Regions from separate parts of the Mus musculus genome. Here region 2 is linked to region 1. Evidence: chromatin contacts called from public HiChIP or PLAC-seq data. All regions are on one chromosome and are shown on one strand. The core of a region is the stretch at or near the end of the contact, and the rest is flanking DNA. Distances in the headings are between cores, read along the strand shown.

The links. HiChIP or PLAC-seq counts read pairs in DNA pulled down with a chosen protein or histone mark.
Region 2: an H3K27ac HiChIP or PLAC-seq map of microglia shows a contact between it and region 1, with 4 times the contacts expected there. The contact joins two enhancer-like sites. A contact is called at or near these places in 2 of 115 datasets of contacts at active chromatin or transcription factors (bone marrow-derived macrophages and microglia).

What each region holds. Positions count from the first base shown.
Region 1 is chr4:141,155,320-141,159,510 of GRCm38.p6, forward strand. The region is part of intron 1 of Fbxo42 (F-box protein 42); the gene reads left to right. Among named protein-coding and RNA genes, the nearest start is that of Fbxo42, 9.5 kb to the left of the region's middle. Within about 2 kb of position 2,387, at least 53 of the 459 cell types and tissues checked have an H3K27ac peak or open chromatin away from gene starts, as enhancers often do. A contact at or near this core is called in bone marrow-derived macrophages and microglia, where this site is marked.
Region 2 is chr4:141,956,743-141,960,933 of GRCm38.p6, forward strand. Fhad1 (forkhead-associated (FHA) phosphopeptide binding domain 1) reads right to left here. Exons shown (of 32, transcript NM_177868.4): 10 at 833-940. Among named protein-coding and RNA genes, the nearest start is that of Fhad1os1, 24 kb to the right of the region's middle. Within about 2 kb of position 2,104, at least 132 of the 459 cell types and tissues checked have an H3K27ac peak or open chromatin away from gene starts, as enhancers often do. A contact at or near this core is called in bone marrow-derived macrophages and microglia, where this site is marked.

The DNA.
Region 1 (4,191 bases), core at 1,137-3,636:
TGGGGTGCTAGAGTCTCTCCTGTTGAAGGTGTTTTCTGGTTTTGTTCTCATTTTCTTAGCTGCTTAGGATTGAACTTGGGGCCTTCAATATAGAGGGGAAGTGCTTAACCACTGAACTAAACCCTGTCCCATTTCAAGCTTTGACTTGTGGTTTTTAACTTTAATCATGTACCAGGACTAAATGTGTCATCTCTCCATAATTCTAGACTTGGGAAGCCAAGACAGGAGTATGGAGAATTAGTGGCTTCACAGACAACAACAAAATACACAAACAAAAGCATGATAGTTAAGGCCTTCAGTCCTAGCTGTGTATCATCCTTCTCTTATATGGCATTGCGGTGGGAACATGTCAGCTTGATGACAGAATTTGTAAACTGGCCAGGCAGTGGTGGCACACGCCTTTAATCCCAGCACTTGGGAGGCAGAGGCAGGCGGATTTCTGAGTTCCAGGCCAGCCTGGTCTACAGAGTTCCAGGACAGCCAGGGCTACACAGAGAAACCCTGTCTTGAAAAGCCAAAAAAAAAAAAGCATTTGTAAACTACGCTGGAGTGGTAAATGAGAAGGAGTGAAATCAGGAGCATGCTGGACACTGCAGACGCTTGTGAGCCCAGACTCTGGAGGCAGAGGCATCGGATCTCTGAGTCTGAGGCTTCACTCTGCTCTAGAGTGAGTTCTGGGACAGACAGGGCTACACAGAGAAACCTTGTCTCAAAAAACAAAAAAACAAAACAAAAAAACAAAATTAGGAGTATTTATTTTTAGTAGAGCATATTCTTAGTTGTGGGTTCTTTAAAGAATTTATCATGACTGTTCATCTGTCTTAGGTGCTAGTATGGAATCCAGGGCCCTTTGCTTTGGTAAGTGCTTTGTCCGCCTGCCTGCCTTCCTTCTTTACTTTCTTTTCTCTTTTTTAAAGTTTTTAGGTAACATGTAAAGTACTGGGATTTCATTTTGACATTTTCATAGTATGTATCATTTTACCTTCTCATATTTGCCCCTTGTCCAAATATTTATTTCTAAAATGTATTACATTTTTTGAGAGTGTGTGAATGTGGGATGCCATTGAACAGCCTTTGGGAGTTGGTTCTCTTCTTCCACCACGTGAGTCCTGTTGTTAGAACTCAGTCCTCAGGCTTGGTTGTCAGGTGACCCCCACTGTGGCCAGCACAGAGGGAAGTTAGTGTAATGCTGACCCTTAGGCCTCAGTCGCAGCATTACCGACTGTAGTCATTCCTGTTTCCCACCTGGGGAATATATTCTGGGGTGATGCAGGACATTGAGGACGGTTGTAATGGCACTTTCTATGTATCTAGACATGATACCTTTGGCTTTGTTTTTGGGAGAGTCTCACTCGATAGCCCCAGCTGGACTGGAATACATTATGTATACAAAACTGGTCTTGAATTTGCAGCAGTCCTTGGTCCTGGGGAATACAACATGAGCCACTTGCTGGACATGATAACTTTTTGTTGGTTGTATTTTGTTTTGTTTGAAACAGGGTCTCTCTGTGTAGCCCTGACAGTTTTAGAAGTTACTGTATAGACCTGACAGAGATTCACCTATGTCCCTCTCCCAGGTCCTGGGATTAAAGCATGGCTAGACTCTGTATCTTGAGGCTTTCTTGTTACCTTGGAGCAAAATTCTGGCTGTGTATTACATCTTAGTTTCTCCTGCTATTTATTGCCTTGCTCTCTGCTTCATTGGAAACCATAGTGATGAGGAAAGAGATGTGGGTTTTAATTAGGCAGGTGATCAGTGGGTAGAGTCTAACTCGTGAGGCAGTGAGAAGCAGAAGCTGTCTATATGATAGGCCTGTTGTTGTAGGCCGCCCGCTCAAGTGTTCATGTAGCCCCAAGATGATGGCTCTCCTGCCTAAGGTGACAGAGGTTAGAAGGACAACTCCATTAGCCGAGGATCCTGCCACATTCCCAAGTAGAGAGGGATAGTTCAGACACATGGATGGCTAACAAGGACAGAGGCAAGAGATCCAAGAATGTCTGAGGGAATGAAATCTGTGGGAAAGGCCACTGACCTCACTGTGGGTAAGCCCCTGGGCACAGCATGGTAAATACTGTCTGGTAATTTTATTTTTTTGTTTGTTGCAAGAGTGTTTCTAAAGTAATTTAGGCTGGCTTTATACTTGCTGTGTATTGCCCAGACTGGCCTAGAACTCAAGCTCTTTTGTCACAGCTTCCATACTGCTGAGATTACAGGAGTCCATCTCCTCACCCCCTCAGCCCCCTAACCAAGCAGCAGAATCCATCAGTTAGGTGTCCTCTGGCTCAGTAATGCATTTAATTCTGACACCACCTGGAGGTAGCTTCAAATCCTGAGCTTGAGGATTCAGCACTGTCACAGTGACCCCACTCCAGATGCCAGCAGAAAGGCTGGTGTCTCATGACTTCCTCTTTGGGTCATAGAACGTCCACAAACACTACATGTGCTCTTTGTTCTAAACTCCATATTTACTACCGTATTATAAAAGATACTGTGAGGTGCTGGGGTGCCAGGTGACTGCTGCTGCACCATGGAGACCTGCAAACGCGATGTGATCCACAGGGGCCTGACTGTCAGCCTAGTCAAAAACAGGGTCAGTAGCAACCCTGTCTCAAAGGAGTGAGGCAGAGCAGGATGGAGGAGAAGCCTGCTCCGGGCTCCCTGTACATGCACAAGCCACACAGGCACACACACTCACACACTGCAGGCTGTGGATAAATGGGGGTGCCTGCAGTGAGCCTCCATGCCCTTCGGGCACACCTCAAGATGTTCTACATTCACAGTAGCCGCCTGCAGTCTCCCCAGACCCAGAGTTCTTGGTGTGTTTCTGTGTGTCTTAGGCAGAATATTATGTGGCCCAGGATGGCCTTAAACTCTGTTTTGTAGGTAAGCATGGCTTTGAGTTCCTGATCCTCCTGCCTCAGCCTCCTAAGAACTGGGGTTACAGGTTTGTACACCATGCTTAGTGCCTTTTGTTTTGTTTTCTTTTGTTTTTCAAGACAGGGTTTCTCTGTGTAGCCCTGGCTGTCCTGGAACTCAGTCTGTAGACCAGGCTGGCCTGGAACTCAGAAGTTCACCTGCCTCTGCCTCCCAAGTGCTGGGATTAAAGGTGTGAACCACCACGCTCAGTGCTTAGTGCTTTTTTGAGTTTGATTGATCAAATCATTGGCTATTGGTGATCAAGTTAGCAATTGGAGGGTTGGCCTGATAGTCTGACTCTTTAATCATGCTTTAATCTTTCTCGTGGTCAGTCCTAATCCTGAAGCTCCTAGGGCTGCCAGTTGTCAGTTAACTATTAGTACAGAAAGATTCTACTTTGGAAATTCTCCTGTTTTTAGAAGTTGTATGCCAGGAAACAGAAGAAAGGCCAATTATACATTTCACGATTATCACACTCACACTGGAATCCTTAGCATTCAGCATTTCAAGGTTGTACGCTACAACTAGTCTGTATCATTAACTTCATCAGTAAGGACTTTGTTCCTAGCCAGGCATGGTAGTACATGCCACTAATCCCAGCACTTGTGAGGCAGAGACATGCAGATCAATGTAAATTTGTGGCCAGCCTCAGCTACATATTACCTTCCTGCCTTAAAAAACAAAACACTGGGCCTGGGGAGGTGGCTCAGCAGTTAAGAGCACTGGTTACTCTTGCAGAGGGCCTGGGTTTTGTTCCCAGAGCTTACATGGGGCTCACTGCCGTCTGTAACTCCAGTCCCAGGGGATCTGATACTCTCATCTCCACAGGCACCAGGTACACATGTGGCACACATGGTTACATGCAGGCAAAACACTTGTGCACGTAAATAAAACAACAGAATAGCTTTAAAATAGAGGCCGGGAGCACACTCGGCTGGTGGAGTGCTTGCTGTGGGTGTGTTCCTCAATACTACGAGAAGGCAGAATATCGATATTGATAAGTAACTGTTAGTGTCTTAGACAGAGCTTTTACAACGAGCAGGCTTCCTGGTGACACCCAGTGGAGATTAGCAAAGGTTAAAGGTTCATTGATTCAGTGCTTGCAAAGCTGAAGTTCATTGTGGAAGGAGTGCTTGAGATGTCTGACGGCCACTGACGGCCACCTAGTGTCAGTTTATTTTATGTACGGATCTAAGGAGGTAGTTGAGGCCAGCTGAGCTACTGTAGTGTGTTTTAGGCGAGGGCAACCAAAGCCGTGGGGCCCTGTCATAGCC
Region 2 (4,191 bases), core at 854-3,353, 800 kb after region 1:
GCGGGGACCAAGCCTGCTTATACAACCTGGTTACAGCTCAGATCAGAAAAGAAATAGAAATTGTGTGAACTTGGTGCGGGATAATATGGAATTATGGTCCTTAGCATTTTTGAGGTGACTCACAGCCCTTCTGAGACCCTGCTAAGTGGTTATAGTAGACGTTCCCCACCCCACCCCCAGACACAGAAGCCAAACATCTCGGAACACAGAGTGTGTCTTGAACACCATCAGGTGGGGTGTCAGCAGAGATGCCCAGGGAGAATCCAGAGTAGCTGTCCTGGAGAGCTTTTAAGGCCTCTGTGCTTGGCTTTTCATTGGCTCTCCCCAAGCCCTTGGTAAAGTCTTACATCATTTTATATCCTGCACAGTGGAAGGCCCATTGGCCATCTTGGGCCAGAGCGATGGAAAAAGCGCCCTCCTGCCCAGCCAGGCGAGGACTCTCACTACCCTTCCCAGGATCATCTCTGTCTAGCATGGACTTTGGACACTCAGAGCTCACTTACTTAAAAAAAAGAGGCATTTCCTTATGGCCACTGAGACTCTGCGGGGGGCTCTTGGGGGAGGAAAGACCAGGGAAAATGCCTACACTGAAAGCAATAGGAGAAACTCTCCAGGGGGAAGAAGGGGGGAACAGGCAGCCCCGGGGCAGGGTTGGCTGCCTGGCCAGGGTCTTGGGTCACAGTCACAGCACACTATTGGAGTGAGGACATCCCAGCTGTTGATGGGTGGAACACCCAGGCATCACGCCCCACTCCACCTCGCCCCATCCTGACACCAGACTTGGCTGCCTGGTGTAGGAGACCCAGCAAGGAGGGCCATGGAACGCTCCTACCTGGCCTACTGCCCTTTCCAAATTGATTTTAATGAGGTTCTCTCTGTTCCCCATTTCTTGCAGCTGAAGCAATTTCCTTCTGGAATCTTCCTGAAGCTTCTCTTCGACCTGAAAGGATGACCAAAGCATGTGCTGGCTGCTGTTAATGCGGCCGTGAGGCGGGCGGTCTGTGGGGGAGCCCTCCATGAGGTTTAATGGCCTGGGGGCGGGGGTGTCCCAGAGGGACGTGCAGGAGCAGCAGCCCACGTGGCAGGGGGCAAAAGTGAGTCTGGTGAGGAAGCTGGCTTATGAGGCTTCGTCCCCTGGGGCCAAGCACCAGGCTTTACTCCCTGGGCCCGGCTGAGTTAGTCCTACCCCAGGCCTGAATCCGAGGGCAGTCCCTAATAGGTCATGTGACTTCAGAGGCTTGTTTTGTTGGTCTGTGACTCGGTCTTTGGGGGGTGGGGGAGGGCAATGTTTCTAGGACCGCCTCGAGTTACCATGGGGTTAAGAGTGTTTGGAGAAGTGGTGAGATTTTTATAACGTCTACGTGTGTGTTAGTGTTAGCTGTCACAAGTAAAACTGCAAGATAAACCTTTCTCCATTATTCTCATACCCTAAGTCCACGGGGGGCTTCGTAAATATTGTTATTAGGAATACTGTCCAGAATACGTCATTAGTGGGGACCACTCAGGGAGGTCAGCCAAGCAAGACTTTCAAAGAGATGGAACTTGCAGAAGGCATTCAAAAGGGATGGGGGGTCTGGGGCGTGGCTACTCATTCCCTCCCTGTAAGCGGGGAAAGTGCTCAATTCTACCCTCTGCTGGCCATTGGATGCACTGCATCTCCGTTCATAACTAGTTTTTCCAAATTAGATGTTAGACAGGATGGGCATGTTCATACACGTTTATAATGTATTCAGAACACGCCCACTCCTCGCTACCCCTCCTTCTCTCTCCCACATCGGTCCCTTTCTCTTCCTGTCCCACTTCCCTGGGGACCATGGCTCTAACCTGTATTAGAGGTTGGGGTACACCTTTAAAGGAAGGTGTTTCATGCTGAAGCAGACTCACGAGCCTCTTATTGGGGTCTGGAGAGGAGTGTGCCACAAATACACACCCCAAACCCTTCAGCACTTTGTCCAGAGCCCTGTGGGGCAGCGAAGAGCCCCTCACACTCAGGCTGCCTGAGAAGTCCGCTTTGGTTTTTATTGCTCGCCCTGAAGGTCCTCCCAGCTCTAAGGAGGGAGGGACTTCAATGTCTGGCCTTGGGCCTGCTCCGCCCTGGTTCCCAGCCCAAAGCCTCAGAGTCAGCCTCAGCCACAGCCACAGCCACAGCTCCACCCTGGCCCTCAAGTGTCCTGCCTGCCCTGTCCTTCTGTCATTGCCACAGAGAAGAGATGCTTAGGAGTGGATTCAGCCCTCAGAGGTCCCTACCCTGGATTAGACCTCAGACTGGGCACTGGTAACCTTGGGTCTCCTTGCCTCAGATCTATTTCCTTCTAGAACATTCTTGATGGTACCGCTGAGACCCACTCAGACATGAGCAACAGGGTCTGAATCAGCTTCCTCTCATAAGGCCTAGATGGCCAAAGTCTGGGCTGCCTGCTGACTGGCCCTGTGTGGATGTATGTGACAAGTGCTTAGGGACACTGGGTTTTAAATTTACATCCTGGCTCAGTGGAGGAGGTGGATTTTCAGTTGAATTTAAAAATACCATTTTATTTTTAAATATGAATATGGAGGATTGAGAATTTGGAAATGAATTTAATTTCAGTTTCAATAGTCACATGTGGCTAGTGGTAGTGCCGTAATGATGAGCCCCATAAATGAGGCTTCTAGCTTGGTTTTTACCCCTCAGTGAGTGTATGGTTTCTGCTCTGAGTTGCTCCCTCAAACCTCATGTCTTCATCTGTCAAATGGACATAACAGCTTTCAGATCATAGAGCGGGCTAAGAAAACAGACAGAAATGATTGTCACAATGCCAGAAACAGCCCTGACCGTCACAGGCAGAACTGGCCACAAACCTAGTGTGGTCACAGGCCTGCAGTAGCCTCTCTCTGTGTTCGGTACATAGCCCAGGCTCCAGTCTTAATGGGAAAAAAATGAAATGAAACAAAATAAATAAAGGGGAAGATGCAAGCAGCACATAGGAATGCAAAGGAAGTAAGGAAAAATGAGCCCACCTCAGGCAAGGTTGCTACACGGTTGCTGCGAGTCAAAGGGAAAGGAAATCTCAACAAATGGCAAGGGAGATTGGTTACATAATAACCACTGTGTAGTAAGAGTAATTATGTAACAGACTTACAGTTGGGAAAACAATAGGTCTACAGAGTGCTAAAGGAAATCAGTCAATGGAGAAATCCATGCACGTTAAAGTATGTTGCAGAAAGGAGGGTCTCTCTCTCTCTCTCTCTCTCTCTCTCTCTCTCTCTCTCTCTCACACACACACACACACACACACACACACACACACACACACACACACACAGATGCATGCATGCACACATGTACCCCCGAGAGACTTTACCATCAGTAGACACTTAATCCTTAGGGATATATTTTAGGCAGAGGAAGAAGGATCCTGGATGGATACCCAGGGACGTAGGGAAGGCAGCTCCCATGGGTGTGAACACTGAATGTATGACAGCATTGCGGGTGCCTCTGGGGCGTCAGTGTGGAGGGAGGTGTAGGTCCTGGTGCTTACATTACATAAGTCTCTGTGGTGCCAGCGATGCTAAAGGGTTGACGTTGGTGACCACTGTGTCATCTGGGAGTGGGGTGAAATCACCCATGGACACCGCGTTTTGATAAGATGAAAGTGCATGTTTAGAGTAACTGTGAAAAGAATATCAAAAGAGAAAACACTTGCTAGGCAGTAGTGGCAAGTTAATTCCAGCACTTAGGAGGCAGAAGCAGCACTCTGTGAATTCCAGGACAGCCAGGACTACATAGAGAAACACTGTCTCGAAAAAAAAAACAAGGGACTGGTGAGATGGCTCAGTGGGTAAGAGCACCTGACTGCTCTTCCGAAGGTCCAGAGTTCAAATCCCAGCAACCACATGGTGGCTCACAACCATCCGTAATGAGATCTGACTCCCTCTTCTGGAGTGTGTGAAGACAGCTACAGTGTATTTACATAAAATAATAAAATCTTTTTTTAAAAAAAAAGAAAAAACCAAAACAAACAGAAAAAGAGTAAAAAATTGACATCAGATTTTGGGAAGACATAATATAGCTTTTATGCCATTCTTACCAGATGAGGAACCGAGGGGAAAAAAATTCCAAAAGGATACAGGGGGAAATATCTAATGAAAACTATCAATGAGGTGGGCCTGGCGTGGCAGGCCTTTAATCCCAGCACTTTGGAAAGCACTGGC